4 separate regions of the Mus musculus genome follow, and regions 2, 3 and 4 are each linked to region 1. The links are chromatin contacts, called in public Hi-C and promoter capture Hi-C maps. All regions are on one chromosome and are shown on one strand. Each heading gives the region's core, a stretch centred on a gene start, on an enhancer-like site or on the middle of the called end of the contact. The rest is flanking DNA. Distances are from core to core; before and after follow the strand shown.

Region 1 (3,562 bases), core at 579-3,078:
ACAGCAAAGGGAATGGTGGAAATTCTCCAAGGTGAATGACCTCATGCTAGCCGACTGCAAATGGTCAGAAATAACCACATTTTAGAATTTCTGTCAGTTTACTGGCTGCAGTGTACGCTTCAGTAGTTCTAACTCAAGACTATTGATTCTGAATCAGTCATTTCTTGGGTTAACTGAGAGTTAAAAGGGACAAATCTCTTAGCTAAGAGTATAGAGACCATTTGCAGCAGTACTTGGTGTTTTCTGACTTCACATGAAGTAGCCCTTTCCCTCCTGGGTTTCCCACCAGTTGCAAATCTGTGTTGGAAACAGAATCAACTGTAGTGGCGCTATAGGCAGGAGAGTTCAGAGCGTCAGGACGTGGGAAGGAGGCCAGAGAATGATGCAATATTACACTAGCAAGTGATGTCATAGCATTAGTTCCCAAGTCATTTACATAAATGCGAGTTCCCAAGAAACCCTGAGAAATGCCACAGGGAATGCAGGGGGAGGAACCAAGGGAGATCGAGGGGAGGGGAGGAAGCCTGTATTTTCCTGACTATCACTGTGATAAACTTCACTGACTTCCTGGAAGCCAGAGAAACAGCAAAAATCAACCAAGCAGACAAAATCCCTTCTTAGTGGCCCTTTAATCTAGTGGCTCCCTTAGGTAGCAGGTTCACAAAGCTTTGATTTTCTTCATTATTTTTTCACTCCTTGTGATACCCAGGTATTGTCCACTGAAACTGACAGTCACTCTTCAAGTGGTGAAGCAAGTTTAGTAGTGACATAGGCTACCTAAGAGCTCCACATTCTAAAATGGCCTGCCCACCTCATTATAATTTAGAGCAAATCCTCTAATTTTTAAAATTAGAAGCAATGAGATGCAATTCTCAGAGTCAGTCTTATCTAAATGTCAAGGAAATACATTTGCTGGTGATGGGCGTGATTTATGAATGAAGTCAGGTGGAGAGCAAACACCAAGACTTCAGTTTTATTTTGAGCCTAAATAATGAAACACTTATTCATAAAGACATTTTCTTTAGATGTGAGGGTGTGGGGATTAGGGCTTACATATTGTTCCCTAGTATAAGTTAACAAAGGGAGTTCATGACAATGTCTAGTTGGACCAAACTCAGAAGAGGCTGGTAAGCTTTTATTGATTAAAAGATAAAAAACCAGATCAGAGTGCTCCAGGTTAGATCAGTCCCTCAGCACCTTCCTGTCTTCTCTGCTTCCATTCCTTAATAATCCCCATTCACCAAAATGTAATTAAACAAATCCAAAGTCTCCTTCTATAGACAGAAATCCAAGCAGTGCACAACATGCTTAGAGACTCGGGATTAGAGGCTTTCTCAACTGCAGAAGGTGTTTAAGAGCGTTACAAAATCACATCACATTTGGCATAGACCAAAACCAATCAACAAGACCCAACCCTTCCATCCACACAGCACCAGGCTCCGTGGAAGCATAGTCTGGACCCTCACATATTTCCAACAACAATTAAAACTATTTTTCTTCCCCTCCATTGCCTCTATTTCCCCCCCAACACATGTCAGGACATTAGAAGCAGATCATTCAGAGCCAGTGAGAGGAATTTGTAAGTACCTTCCAAGCAGCAGGTCCTCCACAACCCGGAGTGGGTCATTACTTCTTCATTCTTCCTGCTGGTTTCATTGTCACTTGTAGATTTAGTCCTGCACACACCTCTGGAATATAGCCAGTAGTCCGTGCCCACTGCAATGGTCATTAAACTAAAAGCTGCGAAGGCTCCTACAGTAGTGATCAACATCTGGATACCTCTGTCACACATCCTCATAATTCTTCATGGTACTCTGAACGGCTGGGGGTTGGAGGGGTAGATTCAGTGACAGACGGGAGAATCACTCTGCAGCTGGGTAACCTAGGACGGCCTCTTCCAAAAATCCAGATCTCCTTTTGTCAGCATCCACGGGGACTTTGGGAAAGCTGGGATTTCCTGTCTTGGGCTCTCTCCAGTTCCCCGAGTCCTCTATGGCCCTCGGGAGGGTGCGGGCTCCAGGGGGTTGGTCCACATCACTGCCGCGGTCAGAGGATTCCTGGGTTGCTTTCATTCCTCAGGAGCTTGGTGAGGACTAGCGTTTGTGCAGGGCATGGCTTCGGAGCTTGGAGCTGCCAGCTTGGTTTGAGATGCGCCTGGTTTCTCACAGCCCCGAGAGACTCAAGGCAAAAGAAACCCAGAGAGGTCTGGTGTGTGAGCGTGTGAGCGTGTGTGCGTGTGTGCGCGCGTGTGTGTGAGTGTGTGTGTACGTGTGTATGTGTGTGTGTGCGTGTGTATGTGTGTGTGAGTGTGTGTTTGTGTGTGTGTGCGCGCGTGCGTGCGTGTGTGCGAGCGCGTGTGCTGGGGGTGAGGGCGGATGGCAAAAAATAGCTCTGCTGGGAGGCGAGTCGCTGAGAAGAGTGTTCACTGCTTCCCCAGCCTCCCAGGAAAGCTCTCCGCCTGCTCTCCACACCCCCGCGCAAACTGGAGAAAAGGGAGAGTCCTGGGGCGGGGGCCGGCCACTTGCGTCGGAGAGCTGAGGTCCGTGGTGCTGAGCGGACAGCTCCTCTCCTGTTGCCCAGCCTCCCACTTCTCAAGGCCGGGTCGTTGGAGGTCCGTGGTGCTGAAGGGACAGCTCCCCTTGCCGCTGCACCGTTCCTCGTGGTCCTAGTCTAGGAACTCCGGGTGCTGAAGGGTCCCTTCCCTAACACTCTCCTAGTGCGTTCCTAGAGCCAGCCAGCCAGCTCAGCTCTGCGTACTCAAGCCCACAACCAAGCAAAGTTTCGGGAGCCCAGGGCAATCAGCATCAGGGCTTCAGGGCACTGCAGTACGGCGGATCCGGCTCCTCAGAGGGAAGGGTTAAGGACAAGGGCCCACAGCGCACTCTGGCGCGCGCGTTATCTCAGAGCCCACCCCACGCAGCATTCTCTAATCAACCCTCCTCCTCATCCCTGAGCCCAATGAGCCAGGCAACTTTGCTCTTTGCTGCAGGAGTCCACTAGGGAGACAGAAGCCGGGAAAGATCTAATCTTTTTAAAGGGATGGGAGACTGACTGGTGGCTCACTTGGGTGGGCAAAATGTTGTCTATGTGTATTTGTCTCAATTTCATTCCTCAGAAAACAAACCAATATGTCTACCCTCCTGTCTCCGGAGCTCAGATTTACACAGGAGACAGTGTGCTTACATCAGACCCAGAACCATTCATATGTATATGTGAACATATATACCTCTAAAGGGCTGAAGGAACTAAATGTACCTAAACTGTTGTTTACATATCAGGGACCTTGGATGAAGGGATGTAAAGGTTTGATTTCTGAATACACTTCTTAAATATTTTCACACTTTTACATTTGAGGGGGTGGTGAATTCAGGATGAGAGAGCATTGAAAACGTCAGCTTCTCTCCAAAGGCCCTGGTGCTGTTCATTTGTTAACATCTTCTAAGTCAGACCAGGATGCAGGTGTAATTAGGTCTGGGCTCCTTGCTTGCCCAAAGCACAAATGTCATCACACACCTGTGAGTTCTTTCCCTCAGAAATAGCAAATGCTGAAAAGAACTGGCAC
Region 2 (3,562 bases), core at 770-3,269, 420 kb after region 1:
TGGTTTTAGCTTGGGGAATTAACCTGCCGACAGTTTGTCTTGAGATTCTTTTCCTATTTTGTGCACAGAAGTCCCGCTCTGCCCCCTGGTGGAAGCCACCCGAAACTACAAGGAGAAAACGACTTCAGGCCTCTTCTGAGGCAGCCCTTGCTTGCCTTGTTAGATTGTTTCTAGCTATTTTGTTGCGGGCTTTGCCTTAATAGCTCACCTACCTCAGGCCAAGTTCCAGGCCTGCTACCTGTCCTTGACGCTCTAGCACACGCGCAGACTTCCGAGGGCTGCTTTAAGGGCCACAGATAGAATCGCTTTAAAAACAAAGGCAGGGGTTGTAGGGTTGGCTTTGTGGTTAAGAGCATGTATTGCTCTTCCGGAGAACCTAAACTCATCCGTGACAGGTGGCTCACAACCACCTGACTCTAGCTCCAGGGTAGTTGGCACCTCTAGCCTCTGAGAGCATCTACACGCCCACACACGTAATTTAAAATAAATAAAAATTTAAAACCCACCAAAGTATATAATCTTTCAGTTCTGGAAGGAAACTGTCTGAAGCACTCACTGGGCCATATTCCTTCCAATGCCCATAGAGGAGCCCTTCCTTCCCTCTCTGTAGCCTCAAGACATCTAAGCAACCTTCTCTTGGTCGTGAATGTATTGCTCCAGTCCTCTGCCTTCACAGGATCTGCCTTCTCTCTGCATCTCTTCATCCCTCTGTGCCTGTCTCTTTGTCTCCAATTCCTGTTTTCTAAGCAGTACAATACCCTATTATTGGATAAGGATCCACCTGCTCATTAGACGTCATTTAAAGGCTGGGATTAGAAAGCCAACGTGCACTAAGATGAAACGTATCATACTTGGTTGATACCGGTAACTGTGAATTAGACTGTGCACCACTGGTTCCTGATTTGAACATCTGGTCCCCACATAGTGGCTCTGCTTTGTGAGATTATGGAATCTTCAGGAGATGTGGCCTAGCTGGAAGAGCTAAGCCACTAGAGCCTAGCCCATGAAAGTTAGAGTCTAGACCCTGGGTTCACCACTCTCTCCGCTTCCTGGTCCTCAGGAATATGAACTGCTTCCTCTTTATGCTCCCATGGCAACCATGCCTTCCTATTACAATGGACTGAAATTCTAAAATCATAAGCCAAAATAAACATTTCCTCCATTAAGCTAAGTTGCGTAGCTTGGGTATAGGTGTTTGCCAGCAGCTAATAAAACACCTTATTAACCATAACCACATCATTTTTGTAAAGCTCCTCCATTTGGATTAAAGCGACAAGTCCTGAAACCACAATAATTTGATTTTCAAAACTAAAGTAACTTCTTTTTCTAGATATTCTTCCATCTCTCTTCTCATTGGCTGATCCAAAGGTAGCCTGACTGCAAGGCAATACTATCTACCACTCTTCAATTAATGTAGAAGAAACTCAAAGCTACAGGTTTGATTTAATAAATGATTTACTAATAGATTTGCTTAGAAGACATTAAATCACACTCTCATTCATTAATACTGTCATGTGACATGCTTGAAAGACATGGATTAAAAGCAGAAATACAAACCGCTTGCTCATGTCATCCTCAAAGATCTGAATAAACAACTTAGATAGGGTGTTCCTTGTGTCCCAAGTGTGTCAATCAAGTTGATACAAACAAACCAGACACAATCAGTGCTTGTTATGATGAAATGACAGTCTCTTTCACTAGGAGGTCGGCAGTGTCAAAATGAAGCTGAATATCTCTTTCCTTGCCACCTACTTCAGAAACTCTTTAAAGTGGACAATGAGTGTAAGCTGTGCGCTTTCTGTGAGAAGCCCTGGCCACAGAAATAGCCGCTGAAGCTCTGGGTGAAGATAGAATGGTCATGTGGTCCAGATCAGTGGTAGGAACTATACACAAGGTTTTCCCATCGAGCAAGGTGCTTGACGGCAAAGGGCGCCTGCTGCTGAGTCAGGGACGTTCTTGTTCTAGCCCGAGGAATGCTGGAGAGAGAGTCTGTCTGAGGATGCATTGTGGGTGCCAATCTGAGTGTTCTCAGCTTGGTTATTCTATAAAAAGCGGTGGGGGTGGCTATTCCTGGACTGACAGATAGTATTGTGCCTTGGCAATTGGTGCTGAGAAGAGCTAGCAGAATCTGAAAGTCTTTCGATGTCTGAAGAAGATGGTGCCCACCAGTATGTTGTCAGAAGGCCCGTAAACACAGAAGATAAACCCCAGGACGGAAGCATCCAAGATTCACCCTGGTGTCACTCCATGTGTCCTGCAACACAAATGCAGAGGTATTGCCCTGAAGAAATGACACAGTATGAAAAATGAGGAGGAGGCTACAGAAGATGCTAAATCTTTGGCCAAGTATATGAAGGAAAGCCAAAGAAAAAACCAGGAACAGATTGCCAGGAGACGTAGGCTGTACTCGCTGAAAACTTATACTTCTGACTCCAGTCAAAAGTAAGTCTTTAAGAGTAACAAATAAATGATCAGGCCTGGGGAGTGCAATAACCAGGTCACTTTGGGGCTGAGAGAGAGGGCACTGGGTAAAGGAACTTGCTGCTAAGCCCAGTGACCTGAGTTCAATTCCAGAAACCCACAGAATGGGAAAGAATCAACTCCTGCCAGTTGCCCTCTTATTTCCACACGTATGCTATGGTACACCCTACCCCCTGCATGCACACATAAAATAAAAATAAATAAATAAGCATACAATATTTTATGAGTCACATATGTTTCTCACATCAGATCCACTGGAGCACAGCCTGGCCAGGTTAACCTCACGCTATTATCTCTGCTCCAAGTCTGTCTTCTGCCCCAGACTGTTAGGTCGCACTGCTCAGTTTTGCATGAGTGTTAAAGGCTTGGTGGTGTCCGGGTGTATATTATCACTGACAAGGACACTTTAAGAACTGTGGCCTATTGGAAGGGTGTTAGGTCATTGGGGTCACGCTTTCAAAGAGATGGTGGTTCTCTTCCTTTTTTTTCTTTGTCTTTTTATTTTTCTTTTGTTTTTGTTGTTTTCGCTTCCTGGAAGTCATGAAGCAAGCAGCTTTGTTTCCATGAGTGTCCCTAGCGACATGGTCATACCAACCAAAACGCAATAGACTGACTGGCCATAGACTGAGACCATGAGCCAAAACAGCCCCACCCCTCCCTCCAACCTCCACCCTGCCCCATAAGGTAATGACTCGGCCATTCTGTTAGTGTAATGGAAAGCTGGCAAGCACACTTACCACAGAGGTGGTGGTGGAAATCTGGAGCAGTTCCCTATCTGCTCCCCAGTGGCTTGGGGAAGGCTGCCCTGAAGTGAGGAGCTAGCAGATATACCTGCCAGGTCTTGAGGGCTGGTGACAATGTCCCCGCCATTCGCTGTTTTGTTTGTTTTGTTTTTATTTATTGAGACAGGGACTTATGCAGCCCAGACTGGCCTCAAACTTGCTGTGTAACTGAGACAGGCCTGAACTTCTGGTCCTCCTGCCTCTCTCTACCTCCTAAATGCTGGGCTTTCCGGCCACTGCCAGGGCCGATCTCTCTCATTGTTTTGTTTTGTTTTACCCATTTTCACATGACTACTCGT
Region 3 (3,562 bases), core at 681-3,180, 380 kb after region 1:
ACCCCATCTGGAACCACCGCTTTCAAAGAGAGAGGAGGCCCAGGGGAAACCACAGTTGCTTTTCTAGGGGGATGCGCCATCTGCAGATGGCAGCCACCTGCAAAGCAGGGGAAAGAGGCAGACCCTCCTACTGGGAGGTAAGGGAGAGCAATGAGCAAGAAAGGGCTGGAATTAGGAAGAAAGAGGTTCCCTCCACACACAAGAGTCCTTGAAGACATTTCATTTCTTAAGCAGGGCTGGCAGTCCTGAGAGAATGCTCAGATAGCAGCGGGATGGATGCACTTTTTGACTTTTAGGGCCTTCCAGGAGCTCCACTGGCCTTTCCTGGATGGTGCATCTCTGGCCCAAATACACACCCCTTAAAAGGACCCTTTGGTGGTGAAGGATTCCTAGCCTGGGAGGTCACTCTGACAGGCAGGATTACTTCACTCTGCCTAACTCGGCCACGTCTTTGAAGTCTGTATTACTCTCTCTTCCCACCATCGGCATCCACAGCGCCACAAAGCCTACCTTGACACTGGAATCCCTGCTTCCCGAAGCCCCTGTAAAAGCACAAGAGGGAGTATCAGTCTGAGGGGTCCAGTTACCAGCTAGTTTCACACAGTCGCCCTCTCCCTTCCCACTGTCCCTCTACCCCAGGGGCAACCTCCTAGCTACAGCCTGGTCTCCAAGGTGTCTTCCACCTTGGATGGGATTGGGAGGTACACTACCGGAGCTTGGCAGTAACCCCCACCTCACATCTCCCCTGCAGTACAGAGGCGACCACGACCACCAGGTGGCAGGATGCGAGGGTGCATTTCCGCCCGGGTGGGGGCGGAAGGCGGGCTGGATATTTGCCCAAGGAGATGCCGGGAGTACCCTCAAGGAAAGAGAAAAGGACCTGTCTAGGGGGAGGATGATAGGGACTTCACCACGGTGGTAACACCTGAGGGGCTAGGGGGCGGGGGGAAGGTCCCCCCATGCTTGGAGGGGCAGAGGGAAGAAAGGGGCCCTGCAGCGACTTGAGGGTGAGAACCAAGGAATGAAAGGGGTGCTCAAGACTCTGGAGGCGAAGTAAGAGATAACCCAGGGCACTGCTCTAGGGACGCAGAGGGAAGGATGCTCCACGCCCCGGGGAAGTAGAGGACACCCCAGAGAGCTGCCCCGGAAAGGAGGGGTGAGGGTGAGAGCTCCTCGAGCCCGGAAGGAGGCAGAAAGATCGGGAACCTCAGGCGAGAAAGACACCCGCGGAGCTGCCCTGCCGAGGAGGGACAGCCACACTGAGCCCTGAGCCAGGTGTCGAAAAGGCGCCTGCAGCGCTGTCCCTAGGCGCTCGGGCGACAGAGTGCAAGAGGGCAGAAGGCGCCTGGCGGCCAGCCGTCTGGGAGCAGAGAACCCAGCACCTGAGGGACTGGCCATCCGGGAGCGCAGGGCATAAGGGTCCAGCGGGATGGGGGTGATCACACGGCTCCTCCCCCCGGGGGCAACAACAGGGGTCCCCATGCGTGTCGCTGCCCTCTAGGGCCCCAGGCAGGTGGCCCGCGCGGCGCACTCTCACCAGATGAAGTCGGTGCAGTGGCTGCAGAAGGTGGGCTGCTTGAAGAAGCGGGCGGTGAATTTGTGGTTCTTCACCTCGTGCACGTTCTTCTGCCGGAGGGCGCCTTTGCGGGCGAAGCGCACTGTGCTCTCCTCGCCCTCGCTCGGCGGCGGCCCCGCAGCCGGGTCAGCCATCTTGCGCGCGCGGGGACTGGGGGGAGCCCCGAGAGGTGGCGGCCCCGGGGCGGCGGGACCGCGGGGCTGCAAGCCCGGAAAGGCGCGGGACTAGGCGGCCGCTGCTGCCGCCCGGGGACCGCAGGGCCGCGCTGCCCCTTCGCGCCGGCTCTGGCGGCGGCCGCGCGCGCGTAGCTGGGCTGTCACTCGCCCAGCTGCTGCCGCTGGTCCAGCTGTGCTTGGCACCGCTGGCCCCAGCTGCGGGGGAGGGAGGCGGAGCCCCAGTGTAACCCCGCCTCCCTCATTTGCATGAAACCCAGGCCCCGCCCAGAGCCGCCAGCTGCTTTACATATCGGCACCACCAGTACCACCAGCAGAGACACACACAGACACACACACACACATACACGTACACCGCAACCCGCAGGCCTCCCAGCCAAGTGTTCTTAGCCGCAGCGCTGCGGCGCGAGGACCGCAGTCTGCGCTGGACAGATCTGAGCCGCGCCCCTGGCACCCTGTCCTAGGCCCTGGGGTGCGTTAAGATGAGCACCTCGGTTGATCCAGCAATGACCAAACGCCTAAGGACCCAAGGGGCTCAAGGAGATGAGGGTTGAACAGGCTGGAAGCAGCCAGTTTCACCTTGGCCTCTGCAGAGACTGGTACCCAGCACCCTCCATCCATCATCCCATTGGTCATTCGGCATGCGTCTCCTGGAGGGATGGGCTTTCATTGTCACTCATCCGGAAAGGCCTGTGGCCACACACACACACACACACACACACCAAGGTCTGCAGAGGTAGGGGAGGACTATACATATATGCATATGTATATATGTATATATCCACCACAAAGACTTGTCTCCACTTGCTCGAACACTTAGAACTCTCTCCACAAAAAGACAGTTTCCCCAACCCCAAAATGGCTGGGCTAATGATGACAGGAGACAAATTTAATAAATGAGCGTTTCCCTACATTTCATTCACTTTTGTCCCTTCTGGTCATACTTGTGCAGTCTGTTAAAACAAAAGTCTATGTGATTGGAAATACCTAGGTTTGTGTGGGTTAAGATCTCCCCAGGTGCTGTCCTCACACCTGGGGCCTTCTTGTATTTGTTAGGAGAGATTTCAAATGTTCAGGGAACATTAATATCCAACGCCATACTCCCCTTGATGCCACTTGAAGGATGGGAAGATAACCAATGATACGACATTGCATGTTATATAAGGCACTGCATCTAAATCTCCCTCTGGTGTGATGCTCTACAGCCTGGGGATGAAAAATGGCATCTGACCGAACTCTTCCACACGTCCCCGGCATTGTTAATGACACCTTCATGTCTCCTGGTGTTGAGTTTAGCATCTGACAGCTCCTACAAGCCCAGTGAGCACTGCTTGAGTAAGTAACAGAATGGAAGAAGGTTACCTGTACCATGCATGACCTGTAAATGTGCAAAAATTAAAACTAAACATACAGGGTGTCAGGGAGGCTTGTGCACTGTCTCATTCGGTCACAACCATAACCTGTATAGACCAGGTAAGTTCTGTGAATAAGCAAAATTAGATGGAAGTGAGTAAGGGGTACACAGTCTCGGGGTTGTACAATGGAGGCTGTCCAGACTACAAAGTGCACTGGTGACAAAGGGTTGGGCCTCTGTAGTGGCAGAGCCTGGATACCACTCTGACAATTCCTACTGGGAGCTCCTGAGCAGAGAGTCACAGTGAGGTGTCTAGCAACTGCATGGTGAGCTATATACCTATAATAATACAGTGTCCTTCCCCTACATAGTAATGCAAAGGTAACAAGGGGGAAAAAGGCATTCACTTTTAAGGTTGGCATGTTTGGGAAACTGGATGTCCCTGGCTATTCTTAGTCT
Region 4 (3,562 bases), core at 403-2,902, 270 kb before region 1:
ATGTTGCCTCACCAGGATGCATGGATTAACCTCTAGATTTTTGAATCCTGGTCCACGTTTTATTATCTATCTTTATATCAGTGTCCCTTGAGTGAGTTTTAAAAACAACAAACTTCGATTCCTTAAACTCAACTTTTGCTTTGTTTCTTCTTTTGACCTGGTCTCAGGTAGCTCAGGTTGGCCCCATACTCCCTCTCTCTAACTCTATTCTTATATATTTATAAGTAAAGATCACTTGGATCCTGACCCTCCTGTTTCCATCTCCGGAGTCTTGGTGTTCCAGATTTGAGCCACCATGTTCTGTTTGAGGGTTTTCTTTGTAAAGAATTCAGTTACTCGGGGGCTCTTCTCATTCCATGTGAGTTTTAGAGTCAAGTTTCCCACATTTGTCAAAAAAAAAGTTGTGGAGGGGCTGGTGTGACGGCCCAGTGGGTACTCTGCTTGTTCAGCAAGCGTGAAGGCTGGGGTTTGGACTCCCCCAGCACACACATCAATACCACATGGGCTTGATGACCAGTTTATAACCCCAGCACTGGGGAGTCCCCAGAGCAGGCAAGTCCGGGGTCAAGTGAGACACTGCCTGGATTGAGGAGCTGGAGAGTGACTGGCACCCGTTCTATGTGCACCAACGAATGCACGTGCCTCTGTACAGGTGAGAAAAACACACTCACAGTCCACTCACACAAATATGTACAGAAAAAGGTTGTTGGGCTTTTTGTACCTATTGCATGCTTGGGTAGCCCTGTCGTGTTTTCTGTTTCACTAATGCCAGCCTTGTTTAATTTATCTCACTGACATATTAGAGTTTTCAGTGGCCGATTTTCATACCTCCTGGGTTAAATTTGTTCCAAAGTGTTGTATTCAATTTGATGCTATTATAAGTGGAATTGTTTTCCTAATTGAGTTTTCAGGTTACCCGGTGCTGATGTATGGAAACACAGCTGACTGCGTTTGTGTGTCCTGCTGCTACCGCGTACACTTGCTGAATTTATTAGCACTAATAGTTTCTGTGGTGTGGGAATTTGCAGGATTTCCTACAGCGAGGTCACTAATGTCTAAAAATGATGATACATTTATGTAAATGAATTATTTATTCCAGCTAGCCCGAATAAAAGGTACAAAATCCTGATAATTTACAAGCTCTAAGCCCAGATTGGGCAGGCTGTGAGCTATTCTAACTTAAATCCCAGTCAAATGTCCCTTGTTCCTTGCTGTTTGAGTCTCAGTCCCGGATATCTCTGTCCCATCCGCCTGTCCTCAGGCTCCACCTCCCTCATGGCAACCTTCCCCTCTCTCTACCTCCTTTCTCCTCCTCCTTCTGGTCTCTCCTGAAACCCCTCACTCGATCCTCAAGTCCTGCTTGTCTCTCTATTGCCCAGTCACAGGCTCTAGCCTTTTATTAATCAAATAATATTAAAGTAGGGAGCAAGGTTTACATAGAGTAAAAAAAAAAGTTTACTTGTTGAATGTGAGGATCTGCTTGCCTTGGGCAACTAGATCTTGGGGGTAGTATTTAACATTTAAAAGCCTACCAGCCTCAGACCAACCCCCGACACATTTACACTTTCGCTTTCAGTCGGATGCTATGAGTGGTAGAACAAGAGAGGCTCAGATGAATAGCAATTGCAGGAGCTGGTGTGCTTATCCTTTGACTGCTAAACATCCTGCTGGGTGTGGTATTCACGAAGGTTGGTCCCGTGCTTTGTACCAATCAGAAAGAGCTCGTGGAGTTTCCCCTCTGTTAACGTCTTGCGTTGCATTTTAGTTTTTGGTTTTTAAGGAGGTCAGAAATTAAGATTTAACCGTTTCCTCTTGCCTTTCCCTGCTGACAATTGAGTCGCCTGATGCAGTTAGGGTTAGAAATTTCATGGCCTCGATCAAATGAGATACCAGGAATCCTTCATGGCGCTGCTGCTTTCTGATGTGGCAAAGTAGGGTAGGTATATTGACAGTGGCTGGAGGTGGGCTGAAGCCAAGGAGACCCTGGAAAGTTCCCACACAGACAGCCATCTTCTACCTCCTTCCTGTGACCAGGAAGGAATTCAAGAGAAGACTATAGATCTCCTTTGGTTTAGGTTGCTGAAAGGACAAATTAAAGACATCTTTAAAACTAATTGCATCATCATCATCATCATCACCATCATCATCATCTGTGTGTGTGTGTGTGTGTGTGTGTGTTAATCCAAAGAACCACTACTATGGGACAGAGACACGGAGGCACCAGGAGGGAGAGAGGCCCATTAGGAAGGTTACCGAGCAGGTCATTGTTGGGGCAACTGGGTTCCAAACACCACAGAGAAACCTGGGGAGAAAGTAAGGAAAATGCCGTTCAGAGTTGTCTTGTATACAACTATATCTACATCTATGTCTCTATAGGGAGGTGTTGACACAATGGCTGCTTTTATTATAGACTGGTTTTATTTTATTTATTATTACCACTACTCTCTCTCTCTCTGTGTGTGTGTGTGTGTGTGTGTGTGTGTGTGTGTGTGTGTGTGTGTGCGTGAGAGAGAGAGAGAGAGAGAGAGAGAGAGAGAGAGAATATCTCATGGAAGTGCTGAGATTACAGATGTGAGCCACTGTATCTAGTTTTCTGAGTTCTAGGGATTGAGTCCAGGCTGTGTGGCAGGTACTTTTACACACTAAACTAAACCACCAGTTAATGACTCTTTTAAGACATGTTTTAAAGAAGCTAATCGTTTAAGACAGTATAACAAATAAGGGTTTCAAGACATTTTCATACGGATGTGGCATTATACTTCACTGTATTTTATTTCCCACCCCCAGTTCCTTCCTGTCTGCGGCTGGTTCCCTTTCTTTCACTAGGAAGCCCCCACTTCTGCTTTGTTCATGCCTTTTCATGGCTGAAACACATTGGATCATGACAGTACCTTATTAACCCTTGAAGATAGATATTGGACTTGTCTTTACCTTTTTTTTTTAGATTTATTTATTTATTATATGGAAGTACATTATAGCTGTCTTCAGACACTCCAGAAGAGGGAGTCAGATCTCGTTACGGATGGTTGTGAGCCACCATGTGGTTGCTGGGATTTGAACTCTGGACCTTCGGAAGAGCAGTCGGGTGCTCTTACCCACTGAGCCATCTCACCAGCCGTCTTTACCTTTTTGATATCATGAACAATAGATGTTTGGCAGCTGTGAATACTTGTGTGCTTTTTTTTGTGTAGACATGTGTATGAATTTCCCTTAGATATATATAGCCAGGAGCAGAATTTCTGGGTTCTATGGTAACCCCGTGTTTTATAATTTAAGAAACTGTCAAACTTTTCCACAAAGAGGCTGCTCCTTTCTGCATCCCTCCAGCGGCATAAGAAGGCTCCGGTCCAGTTTCTCTCCACGCGCACCAGCACTTACTTGTCTTTCTTCCTGATCACGGCCTCCTGGTGAGGACGGTAAGCCACAGTGGCTTTGATTAGAATGCCCCTAATGACCGGTGATGATGAGCATCTTTTCCTGTGCTCCTTTGCTCTTTTTTGCTTGCCTGGTGCTTTAACCCAGATTTCATGCCTGAGGGCTCTGAGCTTCTGGTGTGAAGCTC

Evidence for each region. Promoter capture Hi-C pulls out the DNA fragments that hold promoters and counts their contacts. A called contact is a pair of places that touch in the nucleus more often than the background predicts.
Region 2: a contact with region 1 is called in a Hi-C map of cerebral cortex, with 2.7 times the contacts expected there. The contact joins the enhancer-like site here to the promoter of Cacng3 in region 1. A contact is called at or near these places in 4 of 39 promoter capture datasets (embryonic stem cells, hippocampal neurons, liver and 1 more), 2 of 15 datasets of contacts at CTCF or cohesin (large pre-B cells and pro-B cells), 17 of 484 Hi-C or Micro-C datasets (B cells, Th1 cells, bone marrow-derived dendritic cells and 11 more) and 4 of 9 other capture datasets (adipose tissue, liver, macrophages and 1 more).
Region 3: a promoter capture Hi-C map of embryonic stem cells shows a contact between it and region 1, with 4 times the contacts expected there. The contact joins the promoter of Prkcb here to the promoter of Cacng3 in region 1. A contact is called at or near these places in 13 of 39 promoter capture datasets (the 3T3-L1 cell line, embryonic stem cells, frontonasal cranial neural crest and 6 more), 1 of 484 Hi-C or Micro-C datasets (embryonic stem cells), 2 of 115 datasets of contacts at active chromatin or transcription factors (embryonic forebrain and large pre-B cells) and 2 of 9 other capture datasets (embryonic stem cells and pancreatic islet).
Region 4: a contact with region 1 is called in a promoter capture Hi-C map of liver, with 3 times the contacts expected there. The contact joins the enhancer-like site here to the promoter of Cacng3 in region 1. A contact is called at or near these places in 9 of 39 promoter capture datasets (the C10 cell line, embryonic stem cells, hippocampal neurons and 3 more), 4 of 115 datasets of contacts at active chromatin or transcription factors (the 230-238 cell line, embryonic basal ganglia, forebrain and 1 more) and 3 of 9 other capture datasets (adipose tissue, embryonic stem cells and liver).

Annotation. Positions count from the first base shown.
Region 1 is chr7:122,670,010-122,673,571 of GRCm38.p6, reverse strand. It overlaps Cacng3 (calcium channel, voltage-dependent, gamma subunit 3), which reads right to left and starts at 1,828. Exons shown (of 4, transcript NM_019430.2): 1 at 1,588-1,828. The coding sequence starts at 1,798.
Region 2 is chr7:122,248,183-122,251,744 of GRCm38.p6, reverse strand. No RefSeq gene overlaps it. Among named protein-coding and RNA genes, the nearest start is that of Gm29903, 5.7 kb to the right of the region's middle. Within about 2 kb of position 2,019, at least 4 of the 459 cell types and tissues checked have an H3K27ac peak or open chromatin away from gene starts, as enhancers often do. A contact at or near this core is called in cerebral cortex, where this site is marked.
Region 3 is chr7:122,287,493-122,291,054 of GRCm38.p6, reverse strand. It overlaps Prkcb (protein kinase C, beta), which reads right to left and starts at 1,930. Exons shown (of 17, transcript NM_008855.2): 1 at 1,538-1,930; 2 at 511-542. The coding sequence starts at 1,710. It overlaps Gm51497 (a long non-coding RNA gene), which reads left to right. Exons shown (of 3, transcript XR_003946872.1): 3 at 1-419.
Region 4 is chr7:122,938,596-122,942,157 of GRCm38.p6, reverse strand. Gm39083 (a long non-coding RNA gene) reads right to left here. Exons shown (of 3, transcript XR_869924.1): 2 at 2,254-2,302; 3 at 1,800-2,079. Among named protein-coding and RNA genes, the nearest start is that of Gm39083, 4.5 kb to the right of the region's middle. Within about 2 kb of position 1,652, at least 130 of the 459 cell types and tissues checked have an H3K27ac peak or open chromatin away from gene starts, as enhancers often do. A contact at or near this core is called in the 230-238 cell line, adipose tissue, embryonic stem cells and 3 more, where this site is marked.